Linked DNA regions of Mus musculus: region 2 is linked to region 1. A link is a contact called in public HiChIP or PLAC-seq data. All regions are on one chromosome and are shown on one strand. Each heading gives the region's core, a stretch centred on a gene start, on an enhancer-like site or on the middle of the called end of the contact. The rest is flanking DNA. Distances are from core to core; before and after follow the strand shown. Region 1 overlaps Wdr12 (WD repeat domain 12). Region 2 has its middle 22 kb from the start of Nbeal1.

The links. HiChIP or PLAC-seq counts read pairs in DNA pulled down with a chosen protein or histone mark.
Region 2: a CTCF HiChIP or PLAC-seq map of CD8 T cells shows a contact between it and region 1, with 5 read pairs. The contact joins two enhancer-like sites. A contact is called at or near these places in 1 of 15 datasets of contacts at CTCF or cohesin (CD8 T cells), 1 of 115 datasets of contacts at active chromatin or transcription factors (embryonic stem cells) and 2 of 9 other capture datasets (adipose tissue and pancreatic islet).

What each region holds. Positions count from the first base shown.
Region 1 is chr1:60,072,583-60,077,102 of GRCm38.p6, reverse strand. It overlaps Wdr12 (WD repeat domain 12), which reads left to right. Exons shown (of 13, transcript NM_021312.5): 13 at 1-235. Among named protein-coding and RNA genes, the nearest start is that of Wdr12, 23 kb to the left of the region's middle. Within about 2 kb of position 1,297, at least 30 of the 459 cell types and tissues checked have an H3K27ac peak or open chromatin away from gene starts, as enhancers often do. A contact at or near this core is called in CD8 T cells, where this site is marked.
Region 2 is chr1:60,156,673-60,161,245 of GRCm38.p6, reverse strand. No RefSeq gene overlaps it. Among named protein-coding and RNA genes, the nearest start is that of Nbeal1, 22 kb to the left of the region's middle. Within about 2 kb of position 2,330, at least 52 of the 459 cell types and tissues checked have an H3K27ac peak or open chromatin away from gene starts, as enhancers often do. A contact at or near this core is called in CD8 T cells, where this site is marked.

The DNA of each region.
Region 1 (4,520 bases), core at 48-2,547:
GTGTGTATAAGAAAATAAGACTGTTGAGTGTTCAGAGCATTAAAACAATGTAGATGTTAATTTGTCCATTCATTGAGCAGCAGGGCAGTGATGGTTCACATCTTTAATGCCAGCACCTGGGAAGCAGGTGGATGTCTGTGGGTTCAAGGATAGCCTGGTGAGTTTCAGGACAGCCAGGGATAAACAGAGAGACCCTGACTCAAACGCAATAAAAAAAAAAAATAGTCTTTCCTGACTTAACTGTCTAGGCTGATAATGCAGTACGTAATGAGTAAGATTAAGGTAAAAAGGCTGGGTTGGAGGGGCAGCTCAGCAGTTCAGAGCACTTGCTGCTCCTGCAAAGGACCTGGATTCCATTTCCTGCATCCATTTGGCAGCTCACAGCCGTCTGAAACTCCATTTCCTGGGATTCAGACATTTGGCCTCCTGGGCACCAGACACAAATGGTACGCATACGGCATTCAAGCATTCCGAAGAACAAAGGTGAGGAGGCCCATGTATCAAAGACAAATGGAAGAAAGGGTGTGGCATCTGAAACTGGCCCTTTACCTAGTCTTAATCTCAATCCTGGTTCCATGGCAACCTTATTTCTGTTCAGGCCATTTCAACAGGGAAGCCCGAAAAGCCAGGGGCCAGGTATCATTGACGAGGATTGTATCTAAGCCTCTTAATCTGCCAAACTTTTCTCCTTCGGGCTATTTAAGTGCTTAGAACTTAGTCCCTAACCAGGAAAGTAAGAGGCCAACACAAGACTAAAGGATCTAGCCATCTTTTAACATGCTTTTCTTTTTCTTCAAGCGTTGTCTTCCTCTCCATGGTCCCTTTCCTTCTAGCAGAAACAGGCTTTACAAGTTTGTTTCTGAGGTTCACCTGGACCTGCTCACCTATCGCTGGGATAAATTGGAGTATAGGGATTATTTATGCTGTCTCATAGGAATGGAGTCTGTAATACATCGAGACTGGATCTCCTACCTAACCAATATCTGTTATTAGTGTTTATAATAAAACTCCTCAATTTAAAATTAGGCTTAGGCAGTGGAGGATAACTTAGTGATAGATATCATTAGTTAACATGTTTGAGGCCTTGTGTTAAATAGGTGTGCTCACACACACAAATTTAGGCTGAATATACCTAATTAAGTCAATTAAAGGGAAAAACTGAATTATTCAACTCCAGAATGTTGTTAGGGAAAAGGCACAAAGTGAGAGGCAGACATTAGAAGTTAGCCTCACTGGTGTCCCAGTGCAGAGAAAGGAAGACGAGGTAGTAAAAAGGCTGTAAACAGCGGTGGGAAGGAAGTCAGCTGTCAAGGATCTCATGTTGAGAGGCAGCTGAACCACATTTGGACAGGTGAAAGAGGGGGCAGGTTGTTTCCAACTGAGGGAGAGGCACAGAAAAATCTAAATAGCTTGAATACCGTTAGAACATAAGTGTACATAATACTTCATACACCAGGAAATTTTACTTCCTCTGAAGCCACCTTTAGATTCCTAGAAGCAATAATATTTTATCGTGGAAAATACGAAAAGAAAACCTTGCTTTACCTGGAGAAGACCCAGTGGAAGCAAGGCATTTAAAATTTATATTTTATGTAGAATACAGAAAATACCCTCTTAGAATTCCATTTGGAACTTAACAACTATGCATAGCCATATATCTATGCCTTCCAGGCTCTAGGGAAAGAATGACTGTTTAATATGATGTGTGACCCAGTCCGTGGGTCAGTCAATAGGGTCTGCAAGAGAAAGAGTGGGGACTGAGGAGCAAGGGACTTGAAGAATGGAGACAACACAGGCTATCTGCTCAAGGTTCAAGTCTCCTGTCTCATTTATTGAAAGGCAACTATGGGTAATATATGCACTCACTGGGTAGTGATATGTGCAGCTGGAGACACTTAACCACAGGTCCAGGATGTATAGGAGAAAAACAAGATGTTATCAGAGTGTGTACAGCTGTGGTAGGCTTGCAAAAACATGCTAGGAAAACAAGTCTCTCATCACAGTGGAAAAGTACCACATGTAAGTAAATTGCCCGAGATGGCTGCAGAGATGATAGCAGCTTTCTGCTAAGAGTCGGCTCCCAACAGATGTGCACATAATTATACAATTAACCCTGTGTCTTGGTGTTTGTTTTGGTTTTGTGCTATGATAAGATCCTACAACAAAAGCAACTTATGAAATATTTAATTTGGGACTCAGAATCATTAACTGTACTTCCAGGTGATCTGGTGATCCGATGCATACACATAAACACAGGCAAAACAATCATTTAAAATAAATCTTTAGGGCTGGTGAGATGGCTCAGTGGGTAAGAGCACCCGACTGCTCTTCCGAAGGTCCGAAGTTCAAATCCCAGCAACCACATGGTGGCTCACAACCATCCGTAACGAGATCTGACACCCTCTTCTGGAGTGTCTGAAGACAGCTACAGTGTACTTACATATAATAAATAAATAAATCTTTAAAAAAAAATAAATCTTTAAAGAAGGAAAGATCACAATGGGCATGGTGTCCAAGGCCTTTACTCCAGCACTCAGGAGTCCAAGAAAGGTCTATCTCTGAGCTTGAGGGCCACTCTGGCCTACAGAGTGCCTTCCAGGCCAGCCAGAGCTACATAATGAGACCTTGCCTTAAGGAAAAAATCCTACCACCAGCTTGGATCTCATTTGTGGAGCCCCACATCCCAAGTCATCTTACCTTCTTTTCAGTTGTAAGAACCTATGAGAAAGGATAACATTTTTAATAGTATAAAAGTTTTATGTTCATGGAAAAGTAGCAATTGTATATTCTTAATTCAATCTCATGTAAACATTTTAAAAGTGTTAAATCCTTTATTTTCTAAAAATGAGTTTTGGGGGCTGGAGAGATGGCTCAGCGCTTAAGAGTGTTTGGACTGCTCTTCTGACAGTCCTGAATTCAAATCCCAGCAACCACATGGTGTCTCACAACCATCTGTAATGAGATCTGATACCTTCTTCTGGGGTGTCTGAAAACAGTACGTGTGTGTGTGTGTGTGTGTGTGTGTGTGTGTGTGTGTGTGTGTGTGTAAAGGCGTTTTGGTTGGTTTTGTTTTTGTTTTTTTTAAGCCATGCTGCCTTACTTTTTGGTTGTTTTTTGGTGGTGTTTTTGTTACTGTTTTGTTTGGGGTTTTGGTTTGGCTTGTTTGTTTGTTTTGGTTTTGAGGTGGTTGGGTTTGTTGGTGTTGTTAGTTTGGTTGGTTGGTTGTTTTTTTTTTTTTTTCCCAGACTGTTTCTCTCTGTAGCCCTGGCTGTATAGACCTGGCTGACCTTGAACTCACAGATACCTACCTTCCTCTGCCTCCTCTGCCTCTGCCTCTGAGTACTGGGATCAAATGTGCACACCACCACACCCAACTCTGCCTTGCTCATTTCTTAGGGCACTAGTATAAGCCATTTAAACACCCTGATCAGCCCTACCGGTTGAAGAGTGTTAATCCATTTTATAAATAGGAATATCCTGAGGAAATCCTGGTTACTGCCCAGAAGCTTCATCAGGAGTTCAGCATGGTTTGCCAAGAGACATTTCTACACTCATGACACTGCTTCCTAGTGATCTGTGACACAGGTACTGTAGTACTTGAAAACATTGTGCCTCTTTCTGTAACATGCCCTGAGTTAGTGAGAAACCCACCAGGGCTGCTGACTTCCTGCTTGTTCCTTGCCAGGACTTTCTGTTTCAGGTAGAGCTGGAAAAGTTGTTCTCCTGAATTCAGTTCTAACTCTTGGAGGAAGTATTACCTAAAACAGCCAAGAAACAAGCATACCATTGACATGGTAACATCTTCAAAGGTGTTTTGCTTACTGTTTAGGAATCATTTGCCAACTTACAGCTGAAGTCTCACCTGACACTTTTCTCACTTCTCCACCCTTTTATTCTGAGATAAATATCAACTATTTATTAGTTTTTATTGTTTTATATACACCTTTGTAATTTTATTTTGTATATTTTTTTTTTTGTTTTGTGTGGTTTTTTTTTTTTTTTTTTTTTTTTTGAGGCAGGGTTTCTCTGTCCTGAAACTCACTTTGTAGACAAGGCTGGCCTTGAACTCAGAAATCTGCCTGCCTCTGCCTCCCAAGTGCTGGGATTAAAAACGTGCGCCACCACTGCCCTGCTTATTTTGTATATTTTTAAGTTCTTCTAAAAACTTAATTCTAAGGTAGAAACAGACTCTTTAGTCTAAGTTCACATATCCCCTCATCATTTTCCCATCAGTGGGTGGTTATAGTGGTGCCAATGTCAAAGGTGGCTCCTCTTCAGAATCTGCAAGGGATATTTGTTGTTCGCCTTCCCACATCTAGAATGTTAATTTAATTTATGCTCCTTGTTATAGTTGATGAACATAATTCACGGTTTGTAGTTTCACTGCTCCCATTTTAATGTTAAAATACTGTATTTACTTTTTAAAATGACTTCGGTCTTTATGAAATTTGTCTTCTTAATTCTGATAAATCCTCTCACTCTGCCTATAATTTTGGAAATTGTCAGCATCGTTAGAGCAT
Region 2 (4,573 bases), core at 1,081-3,580, 83 kb before region 1:
GGGTTGGGGGAGCTATGGTGGGGGCTTTTGAAACCTCAAAGCCCACTCCAACTGACACACCTTTTTCAATAAGGCCACACCTCTTTTTTTTTTTTTTTTTTTTAAAGATTTATTTACTTATTATATGTAAGTACACTGTAGCTGTCTTCAGACACTCCAGAAGAGGGCGTCAGATCTTGTTACAGATGGTTATGAGCCACCATGTGGTTGCTGGGATTTGAACTCCTGACCTTCGGGAGAGCAGTCGGGTGCTCTTACCCACTGAGCCATCTCACCAGCCCCCAAGGCCACACCTCTTAATCCTTCCTAAATAGTCCATCAACTGGGAACCAAATATACAAACATGTGAGCCTATGGAGGCTATTCTCATTCAAATCATTACACTTGATAACCACTTGAGTAATAATTCATTTTTCTCTCCCCAAGCCCTGCCCTGCCTACTGCCCATTTCTTTAAAGTTTTGTTTTTCTTTTTCTTGTTTGATTTGTTTTGTTTGTTTTCAAGGCAGGGTTTCTCTGTGTAGGCTTGGCTAGCCTGGACTCACTCTGTAGACCAGGCTGGCCTTGAACTCACAGAGATCTGCCAGTCACTGCCTCCCAAGCGCTGGGATTAAAGGCATGTGCCACTACTGCCTGACTCTATGAAGTTTCTTATGCTACACATTTTGTGGAATAATATTTGCCATTTTGTACCTAGCTCATTCAGCGTAATTTTCAAGGTTCATTCATGTTATTGTATGTCTTAGTAATTCCCTCTCCTTAAAAAAAAAGATTTATTTTTTATGTATGAGTACACTGTAGCTGTGAGCCTTCATATGGTTGTTGGGAATTGAATTTAGGACCTCCGTTCACTCCAGTCAACCCCACTCCCTCTGGTCAACCCTGCTCACTCTGGCCCAAAGATTTATTTATTGTTATAATTAAGTACATTGTAGCTATCTTCAGATGCACCAGAAGAGGGCATCAGATCCCATTACAGGTGGTTGTGAGCCAACATGTGGTTGCTGGGATTTGAACTCAGGACTTTACCCGGTGAGCCATCTTGCCAGCCCCATAATTCCTTCTTCTGTCTGTGTAAAATATTCCATGTTAAGTACATGCCATATCGTGTTTATCCATTCATCAGTTGATGAATACTTGGGCTATGTCCCCTCCTTAGCTATTGTGAATAATGCTGTGATTAGAGATGCCATGCAGGCATCCATGTGAGTCCATTTGCCTTACAACAAAGAATGGAATTGCTGGATTATATGCCAATGTTTTACTTCTCTGGCACAGGCAAATGGGAGTTATTTTCCAAACTAACCACAGAAGGAAAAGTTACTAGTCATTTGAGTTACATTAAGATTAAGAGGGTTTTTTTGCATTTAATTCCAGCACTAAGGCAGGAGAGTCAGGCAGATCTCTGTGAGTTCAAAGGTAGTCTGGTCATACTGAGCTCCAGGCCAGTGAAGTCTATATAGATAGTATGACCTTGTCCCAAAATAATGAAACAAGGCTTGGTGGCAGTGGTGCAGGCCTTGAATCCCAGCACTTAGGGAGGCAAAGGATAACAGATGTCTGAATTTGAGAGGACAGGCTGGTCTACAGAGTGAGTTCCAGGACAGCCAGGACTACACAGTGAAACCCTCTGTTGAAAAACCAAAACCAAAGAAACAAAAACAAAGATTAAGAGGGGCAAAGGATATACCCCAGTGGTAAAAGTGTGTGTTGAGCACAAACAAGGCCCTGGGTTCAGTCTCTAGCAAATAATAATAAAAACTGTTCATGGATAGTTGTGTAAAACTATGGGCTTTTCTATGCCTACTGAATAATGACAAGGAGATCTTTACATTTATTAAAAGCTTTAGGTAGATACTCATATATTCTAACCAGACTATGCTGACCTGGCCTACCTTCCCAGCCACATGGCCCATTACCTGTCATCTTAGTCTTGCCCTGGGTCATCCTTCTTCATCTATGTCCCTACCCTATGTCGACTTCCCTGTTCCCCTTCCCGAGACCCTCTCTCACTTTCCCTGGGCCAGAAGTCTTTTCCTCTCCTGCCCAGCTATCGGCTGTTCAGCTATTTCTTTAACCAATCAGAAGGTTATGGAGAACCATGGTTTACAAAACACCGAGTGAGGATATGCTTCATAATAATGACTGCAACCAGATCTTTGGGTGCAGAAATCAGCATCTGGATACACAATACACAAAAACATCCCCCAAAAGTTGCCCTCCAAATTCTAGGTAAATAAAGTTAGCCAGCAGCAGCCTGTGATTCTGTACAATGAAGCTAATTCAAACCACAGCAGTAGGAAACCGTCCATCCTTCCTGTGGTCTGACAGTGTTTCACTGAAACCCTCAAGATTCCAGGAAGACATATATTGCCCACTTTCTCTTGATACTGTTGATTCTATATAGGCACATAAAATCATTCATGACATGAAAGTAGAGGGAATGGGTGAGAAAAGAAAGATACTGGTGGGGGGATGGGGAGAAAAGGGTATTGGGTTGCACTATAATAATTCTTTTCCTGCTAAGTTGAAGATGGCGTGATCCCCAACATGCAATTCTATTTCAGGCCTGGTTTGCTTCTGCCCTCTGCTGGGTGCTGGGATGGTTACTCTTGGTTGTCAACTTTATTACATCTGGAACCAATTAAAAAAACCAAAACCAAAACCAAAACAAACCCCAAGCAGCTGAGCAGACCTCAGAGGGATTTTTTTGACTGTATCATTTAAGGATGAAAGATCTGCCCTAACTCTGGATCATTTGGGGTGGGAAGACTCGCCCTAAATCTGGACCACACCTTCTAGTGGCTGCCCACGTGAAATGACATGAAAGAAAGCTTCTGCATTTTGCCTACTTGCCTTCTCTTTAAGGAAAGTTCATCTATTTTGTAGCTTATGAATTCCTCTACTGATAGTAGATGTTAGAATGCACTTCTTCAGGATTCCAGTGCACACTGAAGACTAACAGCTTTCTAGGACTTCTCTGCGTCTCTAGCATGAGATTGGGACTGCTGACCCATCACTACTACTGGAATCTTGCCTTGAGATAGCCATCGTGGGGTTATTTGAACCATTCTAATAAATGTGTGTGTGTGGATGTGTGTGTACATGCACATTCAATTGTTTGTTCCTTTAGAGAAGCTTTACTGATACACTGCTGAGTAACCTTAGAGCTTGGTAAGTGAAAAGGGAGGGCAACCTCAGAAGCTTCAGCAAGTGAAGCTGCCACTCTCTGAAAGGAACAAACTGACTTGATAAGTTGGACTTGTTTGGATTGTTTTGTATGTTAGCACCACCACCCCAATCAAGTGGCAAGAGTCTTGTCTTGTCTTGTCTTGTCTTGTCTTGTCTTGTCTTTTCTTTTCTTTTCTTTTCTTTTCTTTTCTTTTCTTTCCTTTCCTTTCCTTTCCTTTCCTTTCCTTTCCTTTCCTTTCCTTTCCTTTCCTTTCCTTTCCTTTCCTTTCCCTTTCTTTCTTTCTTTCTTTCTTTCTTTCTTTCTTTCTTTCTTTCTTTCTTTCTTTCTTTTTTAATGTCTTCTTGGAAAACTCATACATGGAAACCATTATGTACTTACTACTTTTATAAAACAAAGTCTGCTAGTACTGTTTAGAAAACAAGATCGGATTTGTCACATGCAAGGTAATGAGCGTGTAAACTGGTATGATATGTTTGCAGAGTGGAATGGGAAACCTAAGTGTCAGGTCCAGGAGGGCAGTGCTGGTGACAAGCCAAAGGTTTAAAGCAGATCTCTTAAAGTGCTTTCTGTTCAATAGAAAGTTTCCCTAATCCTCCAGGAACCTTCCTTAACCAGCTCATAAGGGTCAACTACCTTAGGCAAGAGCACTAGTTCCCAAGTCAATCTGGACAGCCCAAATCCAGTCAGAGCCCCACCCTGCTAACTGTCATAAAATCTACTTGCTTTGCCACTATTCTGCTCTTTCTGCCCAGCCCCCAACTCTCCACCCACCGGAAATGGCCTTGGCAGTTTGGTCCCAACAAATTATTCTATCTGCTATGGAACAGTCTGGTTCAGTAGTTTCATTTGGGGCTAAGGTTATGTTTTAAATTGTAATTACTGTGTTTAAGAGATCCATAAAATGCTGGGCAGTGGTGGCAAATGCTTTTAATCCCAGGACTTGGGAGGCAGAGGCAGGCAGATTTCTGAGTTTGAGGCCAGCCTGGTCTACAGAGTGAGTTCCAGGACAGCCAAGGCTACACAGAGAAACCCTGCCTCGAAAACCAAAACCAAAAACCAAAAACCAAAAACCAAAGATGCCTCTAACTTGTAAGCCCCACTTGCCCAAGCACAGATAAACCCGTAAACCTCACCTTCTCAAGAGCAGTTAACGTCCTACAATGCTGGGGGCTGTTGTTCATGTAAGATAGCAAGCCAGATGCTCTCACGTCTGTAACCAGGGTTGGTTGCCCCAAGGGCACAGGATGTGCTTGATCTTTAATATTCGGGAGGCACAGAGGCAAGAAGTCAGTCAGGGTGGATGCTTGCCCCTGAGTGGATGAACGTGGGAAGGAGGTGGCTTATGGCTTTTACCTTTATAAGCATGGGACTACATAATTCG